Regions from separate parts of the Macaca mulatta genome. Here region 1 is linked to region 2. Evidence: chromatin contacts called from public Hi-C data. All regions are on one chromosome and are shown on one strand. Each heading gives the region's core, a stretch centred on a gene start, on an enhancer-like site or on the middle of the called end of the contact. The rest is flanking DNA. Distances are from core to core; before and after follow the strand shown.

Region 1 (4,806 bases), core at 2,113-4,612, 81 kb before region 2:
ATTGGAGCAGCTACTTATATCGAATGCTCAGCTTTACAGTCGGAAAATAGTGTCAGAGACATTTTTCACGTTGCCACCTTGGCATGTGTAAATAAGACAAATAAAAACGTTAAGCGGAACAAATCACAGAGAGCCACAAAACGGATTTCACACATGCCTAGCAGACCAGAACTCTCGGCAGTTGCTACGGACTTACGAAAGGACAAAGCGAAGAGCTGCACTGTGATGTGAATCTTTCATTATCTTTAATGAGGACAAAGGAATCTAGTGTAAAAAACAACAGCAAACAAAAAGGTGAAGTCTAAATGAAGTGCACAGCTAAAGTCATGTATACCAGAGGCTTCGGAGGCGTTTGAGAGGATACTCATCTTTTTGGAATCCTGTCCTTAGATTCGGCATGTAGACCAAGTGGTGAGAATTGAATACGTGGAAGAGTTTTGAAGTGTGACTTGAAAAATATGCCAAAAAATGGAGATACAAATGAGCTAGAGGAAGATGAGGGGGGATGCGAGTACCTCCAAGAAGAAAAATCACACTCTGAATGGTGCTTGCATTTTTGTTGGTTTTTTTTTTGTTTGTTTTTGTTACAATCTATTCATGGATCTCTACTTTGATTTAATTTTTAAATGTTTTACTCTCCTTTACAAAAAGTATATGTTAATATACCGTCCTCACTGGGGAACTGGCACTGTGACCTTAGCATTTAGTTTTCTAGAGGATGTGATCTAATTTCTTTCTAGCTCATCATTAAAATGGAAATTGTATCAGGACCCATGGGGATATATCCAGAGGAAAACTTTATGAGGCGTTGAAATCTTGCCTTCCTGAAGATAGCTGAGTAGGATGGTTCTAAGGAAAGCCTTTGCAATCTTGCAAGATTTGTAGACCAGCACTACAAAGATCGCATAGATCAAATAGGAAAAAAAAGTGTCGATTTTTATTCAGTCTGATGGTTCTGTTCTTCATTGTGATTGTCATTAAAAAGTGGTAAATTGCTCAATGTAATATTTTTGTGCGCTGTTTAGAAAAGAAGTTGTGTGATTTTTTTGCCATCGTTGATAAAAATGCAAAGTCAAATAAAAGGTGTCTTGGTTTGACGTCATAGAATGATCCAAGGAGAGAAAAAAGGTAGTTACTGTTTTCACCAGAAGAGGTAATGAGTGAAGGAAAGAATAGTAGCGGAAAGCACAGTTTGTGAGTAAAGCTGTCTGGAATTAAGTTACCAAAAATACAAAGCAAAAGGACTATTATTTTGGGTTGGAGCTCCAAAACTGGCAGCATCTGATGATCTGTTGGTTTATTTCACTTTCATTAAATGAACATTGATGAGAGAAGAATTCACTTACCCAAGCTTTAGAGAATCCCTAGTGGAAGATTATATAATAGAGTTTCAGTCCTGACACAACACCAGGGCATTTCTAGAGCGTGATTGCTAAAACCTCACTGAGCAGACGCAGCCAAGGTCCATGTTCAGCACTTGGTCGCTGTTGTTACGTAAAATAAAAGCATTTAAAATAGTTTACAGATATTTTTGACCAGTTCATTTTAGAGATTATTTCAGAGAAGAAACCAGATCTGACCTGTTTATTGTTGGCGCTTGTTGAAAACGAGCTTTCTTTCCCATGATAATGCTTCGTTTTTGAAGTGTTGAAGCTGTGCTCCCCTTAAATTGTGGCAGGAGAGATTAAGGTAATTACAACACTCAGTTCTATGTCTTACAAGCACTTTGTTTTGTCTCTGCAAGAAAATACGATTCCAGTCATTTCCCATAAAATACAGACATTCTACCAACATAATACGCTTTGATTGATGCAGCATTATGCTTTGGGCAGTATTACAAAATAGCTGGCGAGTGCTTTCTGTATTTAAATATTGTAAAAAGAAAATAAGTTATAACTGTTATAAAGCAGAACTTTTGTTGCATTTTTTAAACTGTTGAAGTCACTTTGTTTGTTTGGTCAATGTTTCTGCAGTATTTATTAAAACATACTTTTTTTTTCTTCAAATAAAAAAGTAACCATGTCTTTGTCTAAATGTGATCTGTCTTCTATTACCTGCTTCCTGATTTCGCTGTTTAGCTTTGTTCTTTAACATAGGTGATTACAGAATCAAAATGCCTAACATTTTCTAAATGAGAAGGCTTTGGAATTTTTTAATTCTTCATAGTAGTAACAGATAAACCTGCATATATAAAAGGTTTTCATGATGCTTTCAAATCACAAGAAAAAAAAATGGGGCATAATTAGATTAAGTGATTTGATCATATACGAAAAAGAGCCCTGATACTGCCTAAGATTAACTTGTAGAAAATATGGAAGTCTTCAAGTATTTAAGAATGAAGCAATATGATGCAGTCTCAAGTCACAGGTTTAATGCTAATACGAGCCTAGTTTGCCTCTCTGCCCTGTGGGGTTCTGAGCCTTGGTCTTTAACTCATGCCACCTCGCAAGGCATGTCCATGTCCTTGTTCACAGCGGTTGTGGGGATGACCCAGCACACAGCTTTTGCAACAATTGGAAGGATTAAAAAAAGCAAAACAGAAATTGTCTTGCATATGGTAGTAGCATCTTTAAATAACACAGTACAACATAATACAAGTTTCCCAATGACCTGGGAGATGTACAGTAAGCATAGAACTTACCGTAAAATAGAGGACTCTCTCCCCATAAATCCAGTTGATTCTCGGTCTTCAGCTAAAATACTTACATATAAGTTTTACATAAGTGTCCAAAGATACTCTATGTGGGATTTTTAAAACAGTGCTTCTTTCTACACAGCTAAGCCACATCATATTAAAAAAATGCATCCTTGTGGCTTCTTTTTTTCTGAGTGGCTTTGGGAATCTTGGAGGTACAGTTATTTGCTTGGAAATAATTCTCAGAAGCAAAGAGGGAAGCAGAGAATCCAACATGAGTGAACCAATTAAAGCACACTGACATTATGAAATGGCCTTATAAACAATTTTAAGCACAGAGATTTACTGAGAATGTCTGTAACTCATTCTTGTTGTCATCAAACAGTAAAGGAAATAAAAGTACTTTCCAAATCCTTGGTGTTGAGTAACTTCTGAGCATAATGTCTAAGTCAGCCTTGCAAGAAACTCATTTCTCAACAATCACTGGCATAGAAAAATAAAAAAGTAAAAAGCTGAGGTTTTGCTGACCTTGGCAGTATTTTATATGCTGTACAGTAATGTTCCCCTCTGGTCAATTGTTCTTTCCTAGCAGCTTTAATTTGTTGAAGCGAAAGAGAAACGTTTGTCTTCAGCCTTGGGCGTGGATGCCTTCCTTTTCTCTGACTTCTTGCCTTAGCAAACATTTCTCCTAAGCATTCTGTGAACATTCCTTTCTATTGATTAATGATCTTGGTTAATGCCTTTTTAAATACTAAAAGGTGGTTTTCAAACTCTGAGTAAGACTTTACACTGTGTCTCATTTTAATCTTTTACGGGAACAGTTTCTTAGAATCTAGTCTTGCAGGGAGTCTGTCTTAGGTGCAGACTTAGAAATAACTCGGGGAGTTATTTTTATTAGAAAGAATTTTTTTAAATGACCTCATCTTCTAACCCTCCTGAAACTCTTAAAGCTGCTTATCTTTTTTCTGCTGCGTTATTTTGACACCAGCATTCTGCTAATCTCAAAGTTTTTATTTTTATCATTTTTCTATTCACCAAATATTTATTGAGTGCTTACTACATGCCTGACACTTTTCTAAGTTTGGCACATTATCATGAATTAAATTCGATCTCTGACATGGGGAATTTATAATGTAGTAGTGGGAGACAGTCACCACCACCAAACTATAGTACACCAGATCTGGTTGTCATTTCCATTGACATTAACTGAATCATAGAAAATGGGTAGGCACTAAATATTCCAATACATAGCCAGGCACGTTAATGCAATAGCCACATATGTTACACCACATATGTAATGCTATCATTGCAACAGGAATTTTCTAGTGCATCCTAATGCCTGTGGCCCATTTATAGTGATTGTAGCAAGGCAATGTGAATGACAGTGTTTGCACAATGAGCATAAGTTTTTGTGGCTGGTTAGAAGTCCAGTAGGAGAAAATTTTCCTCCACAGTTGAGCATGAACAGCTCTTAAACAGTCATCTCTTTGTTTTAAAATATGCTGGAATTACTATAGATTTGTACTCTCTTTCTGCTGTGATATCTTCAATTGCTGAGCATATTAAAAAAGAAATTAAACTAATGTTTGAAATAAGTGATATAAAATTCAATTATAAAAATAAAATTAACTCTTAGGAGATGATAAAAAGACAAAGTAAGCATTTTGGTTAAACATGGAGAACCCGTTATTTATCTAATGTTGAAAATACATATTTTTGGCAGTCCAAAAGATCTCTTAAAAAGTGTTTGCTAGCAATAAATTCTAAGGCTCTTTGTCTCTGCCCCACTGGCAACACAGGGAACACAGGGAAATTTTTATTCTGGTGAACCCCAGAATGAAAATGTGTGGAAATGGCAAAGCCAATTCACTCTTCAGGACTTTACTTTTGGACTTTTTTTTTTTTTTTTTTTTTAAGGGATCAATAGTGATTTTCCTCCAGGAACACTGACCTACTGACAGTGGGCCTCTACAAAACAACTAAATTTTTAAAAAGACATTCCATGATAAGAAATGGAAATTGGGTCAGTATATGGTCAATCCTGCCATCAAAGTAAGAGCTAACACTGAAATTGCACAAATTATGCACCAGGGGCTGCATTAAGTGGTTCACATAACTCACATATTTCCCACTACAAACATATGCAGCAAGTTAAATATTAAGTTCCCGAT
Region 2 (4,652 bases), core at 72-2,571:
GGTAAAATCTTCGGAAAAATAAAATGTGAGTGGAGAGGTTGGATTGGAATGGGGAAGGACTGGTGTGAGGGAGGCACAATTGTTCCTGTCCAAATGATAAGGGCCTGAACTTAAGAGTAGTATTTAGGTATGTAGGGGAGACATTTTTTAAATAAAATAGAAAGAAAATGGTGTCTAGTTCAAGAATTTGTACTGCAAGCAAGAACAAGTGTCTCTGTCTATGAGAGTAGAAAGGACTTTATTGGGAAAATTTTTATTAAGACTGGTTTGGATAACCAATGTGATAGTTGAGGACCAGATTTTAAAAATGTAAAACAAATAAGGCAAAGGCAAACAAGGCTCTGGACAGCCAAGAGTAGGGAGGATATTCACCATCGTTGGAAGGAAAGATGTGGCTCAAATGCACTGGTGTAGCTGCTGCTACTCAGCGTGACTCCCTCTGAACCTGATGCCCCTAACACTCTGTTCCAATGATGTTAAGCCCACTGAGTGCCAAGCCTGAGGGTGCAGGGAGAGTATGTCTCTTTCTTAGGAAAGGAGAAGATTGTGTGTCATTAAGTCTGGTAGCTTCTCCCAACTGGAAAAGGAGGTTTGGATATTGAACAGCCTCCCAGTGGCCATTGTTCACCCCAAACCTTTATCACGGGACACTTCAAAAGATCTAGATTTATTGACAGAGTGAATGATAATGCCTTAATTAATAGGACACAGAACCAGAAGGAATGCATTAGCAAGTCCAGGTCAAATTAAATTTGAGATATTTTTTAGAAAGCTAAGTAAAAGCCCAGAAACTAGTCTTGATCCGGGTGTCAGCACAGAGGCCAGCGCTAAAGATAGAGTCTCGGAATTCCATTATCTGGTTGTATTATACTCCCTCTACATTCTACTGTCTGTCCATAACTCAGAACCACCTGAAAATACTCTGCTCAGTTCTAGATTTGCTGCTATTATTTCACCCTCCTGTGTATTCTTATATTTCATTCTATTCCCTGGTCATTCAAAATAGCATTTGGTCCCACAGTTGGGTGGAAATTATTCCTCAATTGCTCAACCCCGACACTGCTAATTCAGAGAAAAGAATGTGCCAGGAATTTCTCTGTCTCCATCCTATGCAGACACCACCTTTCATTCATACCAAATTAATCACTTTGGAGTGTGCTCACTGGTGATTCCACACATAGTTAAGAGATCAGTAGTCAAGTATTTTTCAGTAAGAAAGCTCCAGTGGATCAATGGAAAAGGAGACAGGGGAGGTCATCCTGTCTAAAATCTGATTTGAGGCTCTCCCATCACTCGTCTTAGCAGTTGTGCCTGACATCATTCTCCACTCCCACTTGGCCTGGGATGCTGCATTCCTGCTGCCTGCTTCATCAGCTCACTGATGCTTTTGCATAGAGATTTTCTAACTGGGATTCCAGGGAGGGACTCATGAGGAAGTGAAAGGGAATAGGGAAGAGGCAAAACTGGGAGGCTTTGGGTCCTATTTTTCTGTTTCACCATAGCAACTCAGATTTTTATCTTTTCATAAATCAGTCTTCAAAGTTTCCTTTGAGCACAGGTTTCTGATGTTACAAACAAGTTTATAAATCATTGCTATCTTAGTGCATTCAGGTTGCTATAACAAAATATCATAAACTAGGTAACTTACAAATGACAGAAATTTATTTTTCACACTCCTGGAGGCTAGAAAGCCCAACATTAAGGCAGCTTCAGTGTCTGGTGAGGACCTGTTTTCTGGCTTATAGAGGACTGTGTCCTTACACGGTGAAGAAGTGTCAGGCTCCCTCAGGCCTCTTTTATAAGGACACCAATCCCATTCATGAAGGCTCTTCGCTCATGACCTAACACATCCCGAAGACCCTACCTCCTGATACCATTACCTTGGGGGTTAGGAGTTCAACAAATAAATTTTAGAGGGATTTAAACTTTCAGTCCACATCAGTTGCTTTCAACTGACAGTTCTCAAACCCTTTCTGGCTTCAGGATGCATTCACACTTTTAAAAATTATTAGGGCCTTTTTTTTTTTTTTCTTTTCCCAAGATGGTGGATTGGAGGAATTGTTAGCATGCCTCTCCCACTTGGAAAGACAAAATAGTTTGTAGAGACTCATGCTGTGAACTTGTTTCCAAGCAGCAACACAGACAATTAACAGGAAAACTGAAAAATAAAAATAACAGAACCTTTGAAAGAAGTGGCAGGCTGAGCCTATGCCTTGAGCCGGGAGGAAAACCGTAAGTCCCTAGAGTGTGAGAGGGGGAGAAATTGCCTCCAGGATGTACATTCCCACTGGGAAGCTGGCAGTCCAGGCCACAGGGGAAGGCCTTGTCTCAGTGCTGGAGTTGATTTAGTGAGTGGTGAGGAGTATATGAGAAAAAGCGGCATCACTCCTTTACAAGCACTTCCAGACTCCAACAGATAAAGGGAAACAATTCTTGATTCTTCCTCCCAGGGAACCTCGCAGAAATCTGCTGGTGAACTCAGTTGGTGGTCATAGGTGGGGGGAAGCTCCTGAGATTCATGATGTAATTTCAAGTTGGGACAGACCCCTTTGGCCAGAACCAGGGGGTGAGTGGGAAGTGTGTTGTAGCCATGAGCACAGGAACTGGATGCCCCTACGTCACAGACAGACTGATAGAGGCATGGCCTGAAAGCTGTGGTTTCTGTCTCATAGGGAAAGTTTACGGCCTGGGAAAGTTTTTAGTTCTGAACTCAGACTGCCTGGCACTTAGCTAGCCACTGTTAGTGGAGCACTCACTGTAGGTTTGAGATCTAACTCGCCAAGTGCGTGGGAGCTGGGTGGGGCTTACTGTCATTTGTTACTCCCCATTCCCTCTGTGGACTTCCTGGAGCATTACTCCAGCAGCCAGAGAACGGCTCACTGGGACCACTGCTTGCACCTGCATGTGGAGAGGCAGAGTGCGGACTTCCCTGATGCAGCCCCCACCTGGCTTTGCCCCTCCACCTGCCCTGGTAGCTTAACACAAAGGACAGAAACCTCTGGGAGCTCAGTAGCTCTGCTTGTTGCCTGAGAAACCAGAGTACTTCCCCTGAGTAGCATAAGGCAAGCACAAATCCCACTGCTACCAGAATACCTGGTGGTGTTTTACAAGTGCCACCTCTTGGCTGGAGGCCAACTGACACAGTCCATTACAACATCTTCAGGGAGAATAACATGGCCCCCAGGAAGGAGAAGACTTGTAAATAACCTCAGCTATCATCATTGCCTACATCACCCTGGCTAACCAGGAGGTCCTTAGTCTCTCCATGTGACCAATTCATTACTACTACAACCTGCACATGAGAAAGCCAATACACTAAGGCTGCTTATAACCAAAGAATCTCAAAGAGTCTAAGTCACTCCCCTGCCATGCCATCGGAACTGGTTCTGGTACCCGCTGCTGGGAGACGTGAGGACAGGTCACATCACTGGAGCCGTTGAAGACATTCCCCATCTCCAGCTTGGAGTGTGGCAGCCCCCTAGGAGGCTAGACCCAGAAAAAGAGAAGCATTCATAGTAATTTGGGCCTCAGGGACTACTACTTCTAGGGGAAAGGGAAGTGCACCCAAGGGGACAAAGAAAATCCAGACCACAGGCCCTGAGTCCCAGAACTTTCAGCTTGTGGGAAGTTTCTTTCAGCAAAAGCACAGGTGCAGTGCTGGGCTCAGTAGGAAAAACTGGCAGCTCTACCCCAACAGTCAGGAGCCTTGGTGCTCATAAAGTGTCACAAAGAAGGGGACTTCTCCCTCTCACCCAACACTGAAGACACAGGTGGGGGCTTCTCTCATGGGAGCTTGACTTAGGTCCATCTGTAGACAGCCTTTCTAGAACATTTCAGAGTGACTGCATCCCCACAAAAGGAATGCTTTCCTGGTACAGGCTTGCATGAGAGGCAGAATGACAAACCTTTTCTATGTGGAACATCAGCATTCCTTCAGATGAAAAGAGGTGTCTGTCTGATCTGAATAGCTGGAACCCTGGGTCAGGAGTGTGACTGAGAGGTGGATTGCTTTCCTACTGGCCTGGCAGCGGAACTCAGGTGACTCCCTCTCTTCACCCTGAAAAGACCTCAGTGTTTTTCACTGAGAGCTCCTCCAACTACCTCTGTCAATGCTGTGACCTCTGCCCTCCATTGGACATTACATTTACCCACGTGCTTTAGCCACAGCTGATTTTTACCTGTAGATACTTCTCACTGGCCTGAAGGCTGGACTGTTCAATCCAGTGATTAAAATAGTGGGGGAAAAATAAATAAATAAATAAATACACACTACTGGGAACCAAAATAAGCTTCAAGAGACTTTTGTCATTCCAAAGTTATAGGAGACAGTGAACCTACTCACACCATTAACATATTGCCACTACTACAATCAGTATCTGAAAAAGCCATCATACAAGGGCTCTTTATAACCAAGGAACTCATACAAAGTCTTCACCCAGAGCTGAGTTAGATTACAACAAATTATAAACATTAAAATCACATCCTCAAGGATGGGACATTTTTAAAAAGCACAGTTGAATCAAAAATAAATTCAAAAATAATTAAAAGAAATAGTCTACCCAAAAAAGAAGAAACCAGAAAAATAATTCTGGCAATATGACAAAACAGGGTTCTATAAAACCCCAGAAAGATCACACCAGCTCTTTAGCAAT

The links. Hi-C and Micro-C count contacts between places; a contact is called where the count stands out from the background.
Region 1: a Hi-C map of fibroblasts shows a contact between it and region 2, with 2.0 times the contacts expected there. The contact joins two enhancer-like sites. A contact is called at or near these places in 2 of 14 Hi-C or Micro-C datasets (fetal cortex germinal zone and fibroblasts).

What each region holds. Positions count from the first base shown.
Region 1 is chr12:55,441,172-55,445,977 of T2T-MMU8v2.0, reverse strand. It overlaps RND3 (Rho family GTPase 3), which reads left to right. Exons shown (of 5, transcript NM_001261682.1): 5 at 1-1,928. The coding sequence ends at 231. Among named protein-coding and RNA genes, the nearest start is that of RND3, 20 kb to the left of the region's middle. Within about 2 kb of position 3,362, at least 1 of the 40 cell types and tissues checked has an H3K27ac peak or open chromatin away from gene starts, as enhancers often do.
Region 2 is chr12:55,358,665-55,363,316 of T2T-MMU8v2.0, reverse strand. No RefSeq gene overlaps it. Among named protein-coding and RNA genes, the nearest start is that of RND3, 100 kb to the left of the region's middle. Within about 2 kb of position 1,321, at least 1 of the 40 cell types and tissues checked has an H3K27ac peak or open chromatin away from gene starts, as enhancers often do.